Regions from separate parts of the Bombyx mori genome. Here region 1 is linked to region 2. A link is a contact called in public Hi-C data. All regions are on one chromosome and are shown on one strand. The core of a region is the stretch at or near the end of the contact, and the rest is flanking DNA. Distances in the headings are between cores, read along the strand shown.

The links. Hi-C and Micro-C count contacts between places; a contact is called where the count stands out from the background.
Region 1: a contact with region 2 is called in a Hi-C map of posterior silk gland, with 1.5 times the contacts expected there. The contact joins two enhancer-like sites. A contact is called at or near these places in 3 of 7 Hi-C or Micro-C datasets (midgut, posterior silk gland and an unstated tissue).

What each region holds. Positions count from the first base shown.
Region 1 is chr19:5,144,870-5,151,460 of ASM3026992v2, forward strand. The region is part of intron 1 of Hnf-4 (hepatocyte nuclear factor 4); the gene reads right to left. Among protein-coding and RNA genes, the nearest start is that of LOC134200666, 21 kb to the right of the region's middle. Within about 2 kb of position 2,357, at least 3 of the 8 cell types and tissues checked have open chromatin away from gene starts, as enhancers often do.
Region 2 is chr19:5,107,312-5,114,138 of ASM3026992v2, forward strand. It overlaps Hnf-4 (hepatocyte nuclear factor 4), which reads right to left. Exons shown (of 9, transcript NM_001044009.1): 4 at 3,276-3,403; 5 at 1,836-1,982. Among protein-coding and RNA genes, the nearest start is that of LOC101745448, 32 kb to the left of the region's middle. Within about 2 kb of position 1,425, at least 1 of the 8 cell types and tissues checked has open chromatin away from gene starts, as enhancers often do.

The sequences.
Region 1 (6,591 bases), core at 1,107-3,606, 38 kb after region 2:
GTGGGTAAATGAGGGTAAATGATAATCTATTTACTCACAAAGGGCAGTGTATGTGGCGATTTAGTAATAGACATTTTATAAATAGAAAAATAATCATTGTTTACTTCACATCTTGTATACTTAGTTTATCGATTAGCTTAATGAAGTAATTTAAATCCATGAAGAATTGGGTAAACCCAGATACAAATTTAGGGTGAACTTTGTTACTGGATAAATGAAGCAGTCTCGCTCAGGTCAAACTGCTATAACGTCATAAAATGATTCTAATTTTTACAGACTAACCGCTGGTTTTACTGAACCAGAGTTCAGTAGAATGTGGTCGTCAGGTAAGAACGTACTCAAGTGAAAGATATTCTCACAGATGCGTCAAATGCAGAAGTGAAGTGAACATCGTGCCCATTTCAATGAACAGTCCTATACACCCAAATCTTCTACATATTTAACATTTCAACATATTTTGAGGATGCTTGAAATCTATCTTTTATAACAGACAAATAAATAATGAAGAAGAATCGCGCGAATGTAACAGGCTTCTTGCAAGAGATGTTGCGGATACAAATTTAGGGTGAACCTTTTTACTGGGTAAATGAAGCAGTTTCGCTCAGACCAAGCTGCCATAACGTCATAAAATGATTCTAATTGCTTACAGACTACCCACTTTTTTACTAGAGTTCCTTTACATTATAGTTACTTCATATGCTGTGTATGAAACACGATCTACGTGCGGCACAATGCGGTCGTCAGGTAAGGAAGTACCCAAGTGAAAGATATTCTCATAAACGCGTCAGATGCCGAACTGAACATTGTTCCCACCACAATCAACAGTCCTATCCACCCAAATCTACTGCATATTTAAAATTTTGAGGATCCTTGAAATCAATCTTTTATAACAAACAAATAGAGAATGAAAACGAATCATGCGAATGTAACAGGCTTCCTGCTAGAGATATTGCGGAAACAAACAAGAGTGAGTCAATTTTTTTACAAATTTAAAAATAGGTTTTATATCTGTCAGCGAACGACATCACTATCGTGAACTTTTATCTTAACTGTGTGTACTAACTATTCAACTCAATGGGGAAATGTTTAACGTAAATGCGTTTATTTGGAGTCACCAATAATTCCAATGAGGTCATCGGTGGCGTAGTTCGGAAGAGGACTGTGGACGGATGAGCCAGAGTGGTAAGGGAGGATGCGCACTTAGGTTATGTGATCGAAAGACGACGTCTGGACTCAAGTTACGTTGGACCTTCTGCGTGAACTGATTTAAATGAATTAATGTCATATGTTATTATTGCCAGTTGTTATGTTTCTTTGACGGTAAACAATAAAAGTTATTGAATTGTAATTGATGTAACACGTTTTCTCGATGCTTTTACAGCACCTATGATGAACGAACACATGTATACAAACATACGGTTCTCATTCTGATATATCAAATATGTTTCATGAAATTTATTTAGTTATTTTAGCACCGTGAAGCATGTAATTATTAACCGTACAAAAGAATTGTATTCATTTCAACAAGTTCTTGGATGGTGACCAGGAAACGGCAGCCGTAGTTTCGGTCGCCCCCGGTCAGATGGAGCTACTTTTTTTTTTCCTACCTAATCTGATAGCCTTGAGAGGCTATATCAGCGTCGCCTTAACTAGTAGGTGAGCTCACGGGGCTTAAACCTGATGACGTTGCTAACACGAACCCTAGCAAGAGCCGTGCTTCGCAGAATCAACCACCGGATCGGAAATGCGACACACAGAAGATCCGGCGAGAAGGTCAGTGGGCTGATGGAGCTACCACTTATTATACGAAAAGCGGCTGGATGAAACTGGAGAAGAGAAGAGCTAAAAATTAGCTCAGTGACGCGCTTTAAAAGGGGACTATGTCCGACAGTGTACTAAACTGGGTTGTTGTTGATGATAATTGCCAATCGAAGCCTTGTAAAATTTTATCTAGGTAATCTTGTGGGCCACTTATTAATCCTGTAGTAACGTTTGTACTAATTAGTAAAATTACAAAAACTAACATATCTCATTTAATAGCCAATTGAACTACAAATTTTCAAAATAAAATTAGTTTCCGAAAAAAAAATTCAATCAATGGAATATTTTGTGTTTATTTATATACCAGCATTTATCTGCCTTGAATAAACTTCCCATGCATCGTTATGATAATTTTAAACTTGTTGAACAAAAAATTTGTAAATAGTAATTGGTAAAATTTGTTATCTGCGTGACTAACAACAGTCAAATTCGTTAATTTATTTCCTTTATTAGAATTACTATGTACAGTAGTATTGGAAATTAGATATGTTTACTTTGGACTGTCGTTCTGCGTATGTCAGGGAATCCCAGACTTCAAGGTTTGACTAACTAGACTAATATCGTCACTCATTCAAACTTATATTAATAGCCGCTTAATGTTCGTCTTGAACCGATTCAAAGTTAAACATCACAAAATGTCATTAGTATAATAATATTGACACATTCGTTTACATATTTGTCGTTACACCTAATGCTTTAAGCTCTTGTATTTTTATTGTCACTAGAGGTCCCGCAGTAGTCCAAATTCGACTATAATTAATTGGAATTCTAAGTTTGTACACTATTATGATTGTATTTTATACTTCTATAATCACAAATTTCGCCAAGACTACACTATAAAAAATATTAACAAAGATAAACAATATTTAATCTATTCTCAATTTGACAACAGACGTCAAGAACAAAAGTTTGACAATAAATAGTATGCATGCGTGTGTGCGTCAAATACATGGTATGTAGTGTGTGTAATGTTTTCTTTATTGATTTAATCTATCTTTTATGAATTATTTTGAAAAAATATTAGCATTGTGCACTTCTCTGTATTTTCTATAAGTTATAAATTTCATACTCCTCCGTCCGCGCAATTTTCGTAAAAAGGGATACAAAGTTTTTGCTTCACGTATTAATATATAGACTAGTGACCCCGCAGTAGTCGAGATTCGACTATAATTAATTGAAATTATAAGTCTAAACATTATTATGGTTCTATTTTCAAACACTATTATATTTCGATCACGATGTGATTATATCACAGTATTCGCCAAAACTGAACTATAGATCAATAATATTAAAGACAAACAATATTAATATATTTTCAATTCGACCACAGACTTTAAACAATAACAAAAGTTTCCCAATTGACAGTAAACAAAGAGTATATTTGTATGCATGTGTTGTGTCAAATACATGGTAGTGTGTGTAATGTTTTCTTTATTGATTTAAAGAATCTTTTACGTATTATTTTTAAAAAACATTTAGCATTGTGCACTGTCTCTATATATTCTCTATAAGTGTGAGATATTTCATACTCCTCCGTCCGCGCAATTTTCGTAAAAAGGGGTACAAAGTTTTTGCTTCACGTAATTCATATATTGATACATATAAAGTAATTATTGAAATTCAATTTAAGCTCCAACCTGGAGAATGGATGCATCCTTATGTGTGACATTTATGGAGTGCACGGCCCAGCTCTTCTGCCCTTGTCGGCCAATAAAAAATAATCCCGTTTTGTTTGCTATCCATGGATGCATTCCATCCAAATATATATTAATTGCGAGTAACCTGTTCGTCCGTGAACGACGCGACGTTGCGTATACGAGTTTCAATAGTTAACCGATGACCTAAATAAAATGGGACCATCAACATAGTAGTTGAGTACGTTATTCTAAGGTCAATTGGTTAAAAGGGAAGACGGGGACCTTCTTGTTCATGAATTTGTATCGCTGTGTAATCTTGAATCAAGTGTTGGAGTTACGTGATGGTATATGGTAGTTGAACCTAGGATTTTCTCGCAGAACGTCTGATTCCATTCTGAAACATTGTTCTGGAGAGTTTTTTATTTTTTTATTGCCCTTGTAGGCAGGCGAGCATACCGCCCACCTGATGGTGAGTGGATACCGTCGCCCATCGACTTCAGCAATGCTAGGGGCAAAGCCAAGCCTACCGCGAAAGTTCTCTTAAAAGTACAGGTTCTCTTTCTAAAGATCTCTAAATCAAATTAGGAACTTTAACTGTACTTCCTCTAATGCGCGGTGCCGCTTCAACGACCCTTATTTCAAGCACCAGTCACCGTCCTCGCCGAACCCGTCGCTTGCGACGAAGGGCTCGATGAATAAATTGATCCACAGGCACAGGCCAGAGTTTCTTTCCGGATCTACTCAGTGGGTTGCGTTTCCGATGCGGTGGTAGATTCTCCGAAGCACTGCTCTTGTTAGGGCCAGTGTTAGCAACACCCTCATGAGCTTACCTACTCGCCCGGTTACGCTGTCATAGCCTCTTAAGGCCTTACCTTCTTAAGGCTATGTCAGTTTAGGTAGGAGAAAAAAAACGACCCTTACAATGCGTTCTGATTTTCTGAAGCCTGGTTTACAGACTTGCTGCATGATCTTTTTGAACCATTAGCGTAAATGTGTCAATGAATCCAAGTACGTAAAGGCTATTGTGGGTATGTACGAACAGATATCTAAGTAATGGAATTGTTTACTTAACGTTCTTATGTTGATGAAATTTTATTAATCTAAGGGAACTCGCGTTTTCAAAGACTACCTGCCAATTACAGCGGCGCAAACATCGTGCCCTATTTCTGGAAAAAAATGTGAGAGGTCTTAGAGTATTTTAAAATATAGTGACGCCATCAGGAGCCATAGCTTAATAGAAAGACTACTCGGTAATCTATATAGTTACGCACGTGTAGAATCATAATCAGAAACAATACGGTTAGAAACAATCTTCAGAAGGTAAATAATATGGCGGTCAATTGGTAGGTCTAGTGTAACGGCGCAAGCATGCAATTGAGACTAATTTGTCTCAACCTCTCTTAAATGCACATATCAGCATACATCATTGAAATTGTTCTCTTTTTTTTTATTGCTTAGATGTGTGGACGACCTCACAGCCCACCTGGTGTTAAGTGGTTACTGGAGCCCATAGACATCTAAAACGTCACACACCTTGAGATATAGTTCTAAGGTCTAAGTATAGTCACAACGGCTGCCCCACCCTTCAAACCGAAACGCATTACTGCTTCACGGCAGAAATAGGCGGGGCGGTGGTACCTACCCGTGCGGACTCACAAGAGGTCCTACCACCAGTAATCTCTTCAAATGTTTCGTGTTAATAGTGGTTTCGTATCATTTATGTGCATACCTCTTCGATCAACAATGTTGATCGAAGGCATACCTAGTCTTTCTTTTAAGAGATACTAATTTAATAGAAGTCCAGGATGGAGAAATGAGGAAAAAATGTTCTCCAAATAAATTGAATTGATTGTCTTGGTATTTCTAAGGTAAAAAAGACTAAAAAAGTTAACATTCTAGATATAATGTATCATTTAATGACCGATTTCATTCTTATCTGAGTTATTTGTGATATATATTTTTCAAGATAAATAAGTAAATAGATAAAGTGAGCATTATTGTTTTATCAAAGTTAATTTTGATGTATTTATGTTTTCTTTTTATTATACAATGATAGCGACAGGAATATTTTATTATTGTACATTAAATTTGTTTGTTTATGTGAAATATTTCATTCAATGGATACAGGAAATACTGATCTTAACCACTTCTTGCATTAATGTAGCACAAGTGTATACTTGCTGTTTGATTTAATTATCAAAAAGCTTGCTTAATAGTTAGCTAACTATAAAATAGTAGTCTGTTTATTTCATTAAGGTGATTTTTTTTAATCTCAGGAGTCAATTTCATTTCTCTTACTGAATTATTTTGCGCATTTACTGTATGTAATTGCATCATTAATTTGTTTATCAATTAAATGCATCAGGTTAAATGTACATAACCAATGAGACTGATAAACTATATAATTATGTCATCACTTGCTTTGTTTTGTACGAAACACGAAATATGTAAATGACGGGGATGTTTATTACGATATAAAGGTAGCCACAGCATATTCGGTGTTAACTGGTTACTAAAGACCACTGACACCATAAATATTGTGATGTAAGAACGAGGTCTTAATTTCATAAAATATTGACACATTTGTTTACATAAGCTGCGTGGTCGTAAAACAAGCCAAATGATGATAATTCTATGACTATTCTGATGTATGTCAATTTCTTTAAGCTAAAATTGAATCCACGGCTTAATGCATGTGATTGCTGTCATCAATCCCAACAAATGAGGTCAAAGATTAAATTTTATTAAATATTGGTTATCTCTGCCACTACTGCACTTCCTGTCGGACAAAGTCTCACATTAATTGCAATTTTCACTCATAAAGTTGTTCTGTTTCAGCAATCGCCAATTAACTAATACTTGTGATAAGCATACTGTGCTTATAACTTATTAAATTTTTATCTGTGCATATATGTCTCTATAGCTTGCTGAGCAAAATTTAAAAGTTTAAAAGTTTCATTTAAAAATTAGATAGGTCTAGCTGGCTTTGTTGCAAGGATTTTAAAAGAACATTCTGGTTATAAAATATAAACAACTTGGAACAAATCATGCACAATCATCCAGACCCAAATTAGAATTCCCTGTGTTATGGGTACCAGAGATTGACATATTTACATAGTTATATAAGTTGAAA
Region 2 (6,827 bases), core at 175-2,674:
TGATTGTATTAAAACTCATTAATTAGAAAGGAAACGTGATTATCATTATGTTAAATTTGGTTCAAAACATTTCGATTAGAGAGCAGTATTTATACCTTACTAGCCGTTTCCCGCGGCTTCGTTCGCTCGATCACGAAAAAGTGTCTGTTTTTTTTCCTACCTAATCGTTGGTAGCCTAAAGTGCCAACCAACTACTGATACCATCTACCATCAGTAGGAGAGCAATGTGGCTCAACCTGAAAGCATTGCTTAAAAGTGGCCCAACTAAGAGCAGTGCTTCGCAGAATTTACCACCGGATCGGAAACACGACCCACTGAGAAGATCCGGCGAGAAACTCAGCGGGTTAAGTGACAATTTCCAATGGGAATGAGATGTTTTCGTGATATGTAGCCTATGTCCACTCCTGACCTAATATAATATTAACTGATTAAAAAAAAAAAAAAAAAAAAAACAGCGTAGCTTCGTTTCAACGTGAAAGTAGGACAAACAAACAAAGTAACAACATTCATAATCTCTATATATAAAAATGAATTGCTGTTCGTTAATCTCGCTAAAACTCCAGAACGGCTGGACCGACTTGGCTAATTTTGGTCTTGAGTTATTCGTGGAAGTCCAGGGAAGGTTTAAAAGGTGAGAAAATATAAAAAAAAAAAAAAAAACTACGAATTATATAAAAACAAACAATTTTGTTTTTCTTTTGATGTGTCCCCTTGATGTGTCTTTTATTTATCGATTGAGGCACTACGAAGTCTGCCGGGTCAGCTAGTATCAAATAAATAATAATGTCAGTACCTATGTAGGTATGGATTTATTTATTAATTTTATTTTTATTGTCACGTGTACTTAACACGGGATATGTTCACGGGTACTCTCGGTTGGCAGGTTGTCAACGCACTGACATTATTGATCACATGACCGGTAAGAAGTTTGTTTCGATCGCGGCTGATATTAATCGAATTATTATTAATCCTTTCATTGCCCGTGAAGTTCCAAAAAGTTTTTATTCGATTAATTACTCGTTTCAAGAGTGAAATGACGTCAAGTTGTAAAATTTTCATGTGCCGATAAGGCCGTATGTCGGCATTGGAACATACACTAAAATGAGCCTTATGCCGTTCGCCCAAGCTTTCAATCATCGCAGAGTAGTAAGTCAAAAAACTTTAGAGGGGCCAGCAAGAGATTATTTTATTTACTAAGCCACCCGGCTTAATAAATAAAATAATTTCTCGGTCCCCGGTCATCGTTCTCGTCGAACCCGTCTCTTGTGACGAAGGGTTCGGCGAGTAAATTAACCCACAGACACAGTCCACTGAGTTTCTCGCCGGATTTTCTGTGGGTCGAGTTTCCGGTCCGGTGGTAAATTCTGCAAAGCTTTGCTCTTGCTAGGCTAGTGTTAGCAACGTCGTCAGGTTAGAGCCGCGTGACATAGCATCTCAAGGCTACCAGCTTAGGTAGTAAAAAAAAACCCGGTCATATACACTGCGGGTTTGAGCTACAGAATGTCATTGTCATTAGCCTAAATACGTGTTTATTACTGGACACAAGCTTCTTCCAAAATTCACTACAATGACCTGTCGTTTATCAGGATAACCCTGTGTACCTAGCTTATGGTTCTTGGTTCGATTGCAAGCTATACCTCTCCGAGTATACCTCTCTCAATTTCTTTTCAGTTTAATTCTGATAAGTCCCATTCTGAACTGCTAACTCACTCAGAGTTACTCGTGTGTAACTGATATGTCTTGACTCACTGCAGTATTTCGGGATAAAAATTACGAAACTTACCAAAAATCTAAAATAGAACGTATTTGTTGGATATTATTAGAGTTCAATTTACCTGATCGTCGAGGTGTAGCTCCGTGAAGGCGGGTATGTATTTAGCCCACTCCACCAATATGAGTAGTTGCTGTTTTATCGAATCGCATACATCGTTGATCTTTGCTAGCTTCCTATTGTTTATTTCGGCGTCGCTCACGTTTACAGTCTGCAAACGAGAAATGGATAAAACATAAAGAAAATTATCGCTTTGGTTAGTAGATTCTCGACTAATACGCAAGCCTGTACGGAAAATGCCGTAAAAACTTAAAATGCTTCATGATATAATCTTATACTTTCGAGAAAAATGTTTAAGATTATATTATGCCTATATTAAGGTGTGTTATCTATACTAATATTAGAAAGCTGATGAGTTTGTTTGTTTGAACGCGCTAATCTCAGGAACTATTGGTCAGATTTGAAAATTCTTTCAGTGTTAGATGGCCCATTTCTGAGGAAGGCTATAGGCTATATAACATCACTCTTAGATCAATACAAGTGGAGCACCAATAAAGAAGGTTTCAAAATAGGGGTTTAAATAGCTCCTTAACATTCTATAATTCAAAAATATCTTCCTTTTCTACGTAAATGAAGTGGGGAGTAAAATTTAGCGTTATGCCAAAGTAACCATTCCACGCGGACGGAGTGGCGGGCAAAAGCTAGTATGTAATAAAGTATGAACAAGTTTTATATAAAGAAAACAAGGTGCACGGATTAAATTGAAAATTTTCATACCTATGAAAGATTGATTATAGTAAATTTGTTTCCGGTCAATGGCCTAATTTCTGACCAAGATGCACATATCAAAAACTTTTTAGTTCGACTTGCAATTACAGTATCTCGTTTTAGTCAGACTCAACAATAACAAACAATAATTAGGAACAACATCGTGTAATAAAAATGAAAACCGCAAAATTATAATTTGCGTAATTACTGGTGGTAGGACCTCTTCTGAGTCCGCACCGGTAGGTACCACCACCCTGCCTATTTCTACCGCGAAGCAGTAATGCGTTTCGGCTTGAAGGGTGGGGCGGGGCAGCCGTTGTAACTATACTGAGACTTTAGAACTTGTATCTCAAGTTGGGTAGCGCATTTACGTTGTAGATGTCTATGGGCTCCAGTTTTTCACTGGTGGTAGGACCTCTTGTGAGTCCGCACGGGTAGGTACCACCACCCCGCCTATTTCTGCCGTGAAGCAGTAATACGTTTCAGTTTGAAGGGTGGGGCAGCCGTTGTAACTATACTGAGACTTTGGAACTTATATCTCAAGTTGGGTGGCGCATTTACGTTGTAGATGTTTATAGGCTCCAGTAACCACTTAACACCAGGTGGGCTGTGAGCTCGTCCACCAATCTAAGCAATAAAAAAAAAGTAACCACTTAACACCAAGTGGGCTGTGAGCCCGTCCACCCATATAAGCAATAAAAAAAAAACTTATAGCGAGCTTTAATGAATCACGCACCTCGTCAATGACTTTTCTACTCAGGAGTTCAGCGTTGAGGAGCGATACAACAGATAGACCGTTGGCCTGCGTCGGTTCTTCGTAAGAAGGTCGCCTGCAGTTGATCCTGTCCCTTTCGTTTTGAACAGCTGAAAAAAAACATTAGAATTGAACACAACCGACAGATGACAACATAAACCCTAACGGATTCATGGGAACCGCTCAATCGAGGTGTCATTAGTATTCCCTTGTGTGTTTATGTACCACAGCGACCTGCCCTCGCTTCACTTCGGAAACATTAAATATTATTATTGATAGCTGAGTCCCGCGATGTTACCCGCGGTTATTATCGTACCGCGGGTGACGCCGCGGGGTGAAGCTAGTCTAAAAAAGTAGCCTAAGTTTCTCCTTATATCATTAGCTACATATTAGTGAAAGTCCCGTCAAAATCGGTCCAGCCGTTTCAGAGATTTATTAGTCGGAACAAACAGACGGACAGACAGACAGATAGACAGAGAGACAAAAATTGTAAAAAATGTTATTTTGGTTTATGTACCGTATATATATTCATATGCATGTAGTAAAAAGAGGCTATTTCAATATTACAAACAGACACTCCAATTTTATTCATATGTATAGATAAACAAAGATACGAAACAAGAGGATGGATACTTGTGATCTATAGAACTATCAAAATTATTTTTAATAACAACCTTATTATAAAACTAAAAACAACTATTTACAATAAAAGTTTTTTTTTTATTGCCCTTGTAGGCAGACGAGCATACGGCCCATGGTGAGTGGTTACCGTTGCCCATGGACTTCAGCAATGCCAGGGGCAGAGCCAAGCCGCTGCTTACCAATACAATACCAAAAGTACAGTAGATTTAAAATTTCGTGCAAAATTTTCTGGCATTTTTGAGTTTGGTAGTTATAGCCCTCTTTCTCCTGTACACGTCGTCTTTCTCATTTCTGTTGATCTTGATTCTACCGATCAGATATTAATTAATTTACCTTTGATGATTCTCCTTAGTCTGTGTCTGACGTAGACATTAGGTGAGCATCATGCAGACTTACTTGAGACCTTAGAACTTATATCTCAAGGTGGGTGGCGCATTTATGTTGTAGATGTCTATGGGCTCCTTTTCTTCTATTTTTTCCTACCTAAGCTGAGAGCCTTGAGAGGCTATATCAGCGTAACCTTAACTAGTAGGTGAGCTCACGGGGCTCAAACCTGACGACGTTGCTACGAGGGCTGCACTAAAAGTATCGGGAATGGAATATTTCCACTGTTCCTGTCATATTAAAATCTTTTTAATTGAAAACTCCTTGGTTTTAAAAATCGAATACCATTTATTTATTTTAAAAAAAAAACGCGGTCTTGTCACGAGGTTTTGTGAAACTTGTTTAGTCGTTGAGAAAATGGAATTGACTCGAGAAAATTCAAGAGCGATGATTTATTATGACTTTCGAAGTGGTTTAACACAAAAACAGTGTGTTGACCGGATGATTTCTGCATTTGGTGATGAAGCCCCATCCAAAACCACAACTTATCGCTGGTTTGCTGAGTTTCAACGTGGACGTGTCAAGCTCAGTGATGATCCCCTTCAAGGTCGTCCAAAAACTGCAGTCACCCAAGAAAACGTTGATGCTGTGCGTAAGCTGATTGAGGAAGATCGACATGTGACATACCGCGAAATTCAGGCAACTTTAGACATTGGCATGAGTCAAATACAAATAATCTTGCATGAACAATTAGGTGTAAAAAAGTTGTTTTCCCGATGGATACCGCATTCTCTCTGTGAAGAGCAAAAAGCGGCTCGCGTTACTAGGTGCGTCAGAACTCTTGAAAGATTCCACGCAGGATCCTCAAATGCTGTATACAACATTGTATCAGGTGAAGAATCCTGGATATACGCGTACGAACCCGAAACAAAAAACCAGTATCGAGTTTGGGTGTTCGAAAATAAGTTGAAGCCAACAAAAATTGTTCGTTCACAGAGTGTTGCAAAAAAAAATGGTGGCCACGTTTGTCTCCAAAACCGGCCATGTTACGACTATTCCTCTTGAGGGACAAAGAACGGTTAATGCATAATGGTATGCTAGCATTTGTTTGCCACAGGTCGTTTCTGAACTCCGTAAAGAGAACTGCAACCGCCGCATCATCCTCCATCACGACAATGCGAGTTCTCACACCGCGCACAGAACAAAAGAGTTTTTAGAGCAATAAAACATAGAATTATTAGACCATCCGCCGTACAGCCCCGACCTAAGCTCTAATGATTTCTATAGTTTCCCTAAAATAAAGAATAAATTGCGTGGACAGAGATTTTCATCACCTGAAGAAGCTGTGGACGCCTACAAAACGGCCATTTTGGAGACCCCAACTTCCGAATGGAATGGTTGCTTCAATGATTGGTTCCATCGTATGGAAAAATGTGTCAAATTTCGCGGAGAATACTTCGAAAAACAATAAATACATTTTTAAATAGTAATGTTGTGTCCCTTCGTTAATTCCCGAAATTTTCAGTGCCGCCTATGTAACACGAACCCTAGCAAGAGCCGTGCCTCGTAGAATCTACCACCGGATCGGAAACGCGACCCACTGAGAAGATCCGGCGAGAAACTTAGTCTGAGGGTTAATTTACTCGTCGAGCTCTTCGTCGCAAGCGACGGGTTCGACGGGAATGGGCTCCAGTAACCACTTAACACCAGGTGGGCTGTGAGCTCGTCCACCCATCTAAGCAATAAAAAAAAAGTCGAATATGGTATATAAGAATAATTTTAAAATCGTACTTTTATTTGGCATAATTATCTTTTATTACGAATTTCGCCAATTGTCTTCGCTTCGAGCAACGGTTTCTATGTACTCAGTATGTGCATAATTGTTTACTAATTATATATGAATAACAACCATCTGGCGATTTATCGACATTGTCAATAACGTAAACTGAGGAGATACAGCCTGCGAGCTGAGACGAATAAAAAGTTTTCAGGCACAAATGCATCGAACATGTGGTTTACTTGGTAGGAAATGTACCCTTATAATTACAGGGTAATGAATTCAAAAACAAAGTGTGTTCAAGTGGGCTCATGAGTACTCAATGTAGTCTTGTGAGTAGTGGTTTATATTGCTAAGAAATATGCAGATAAATAGGACACATCGTGTGCTTGTATGCGGTTTTTTTTTCTTTCTCTACCTATTCACTGGTAGTCTAAGGGGCTATTCCAACCATTCCGGGAAGGGTAGGTGAGTTCGCGGGCTTAACCTGAAAGAATTTGCTAACACTAGCCCTAGCAAGAGCAGTGCTTCGCAGAGTCTACCACCGGATCAGAATCGCGACCCACTGAGATCCGGAGAGAAACTGTGAGCTGTGGGTAGGTACCGTCATCCTTCCTATTTCTGCCGCAAATCATTCAAGCATTCTGATTAAGAAAGATGGGTCTTATTGCTCCGGTTCATATTGGTTTTGCTTAGTTTGGAGCAACACACGAATTAACAGCGGTGGTAGGGCGTCTTGTGAGCCCACACGGGTAAGTACCACCACGTTGCCGATTTCTGCCGTGAAGCAG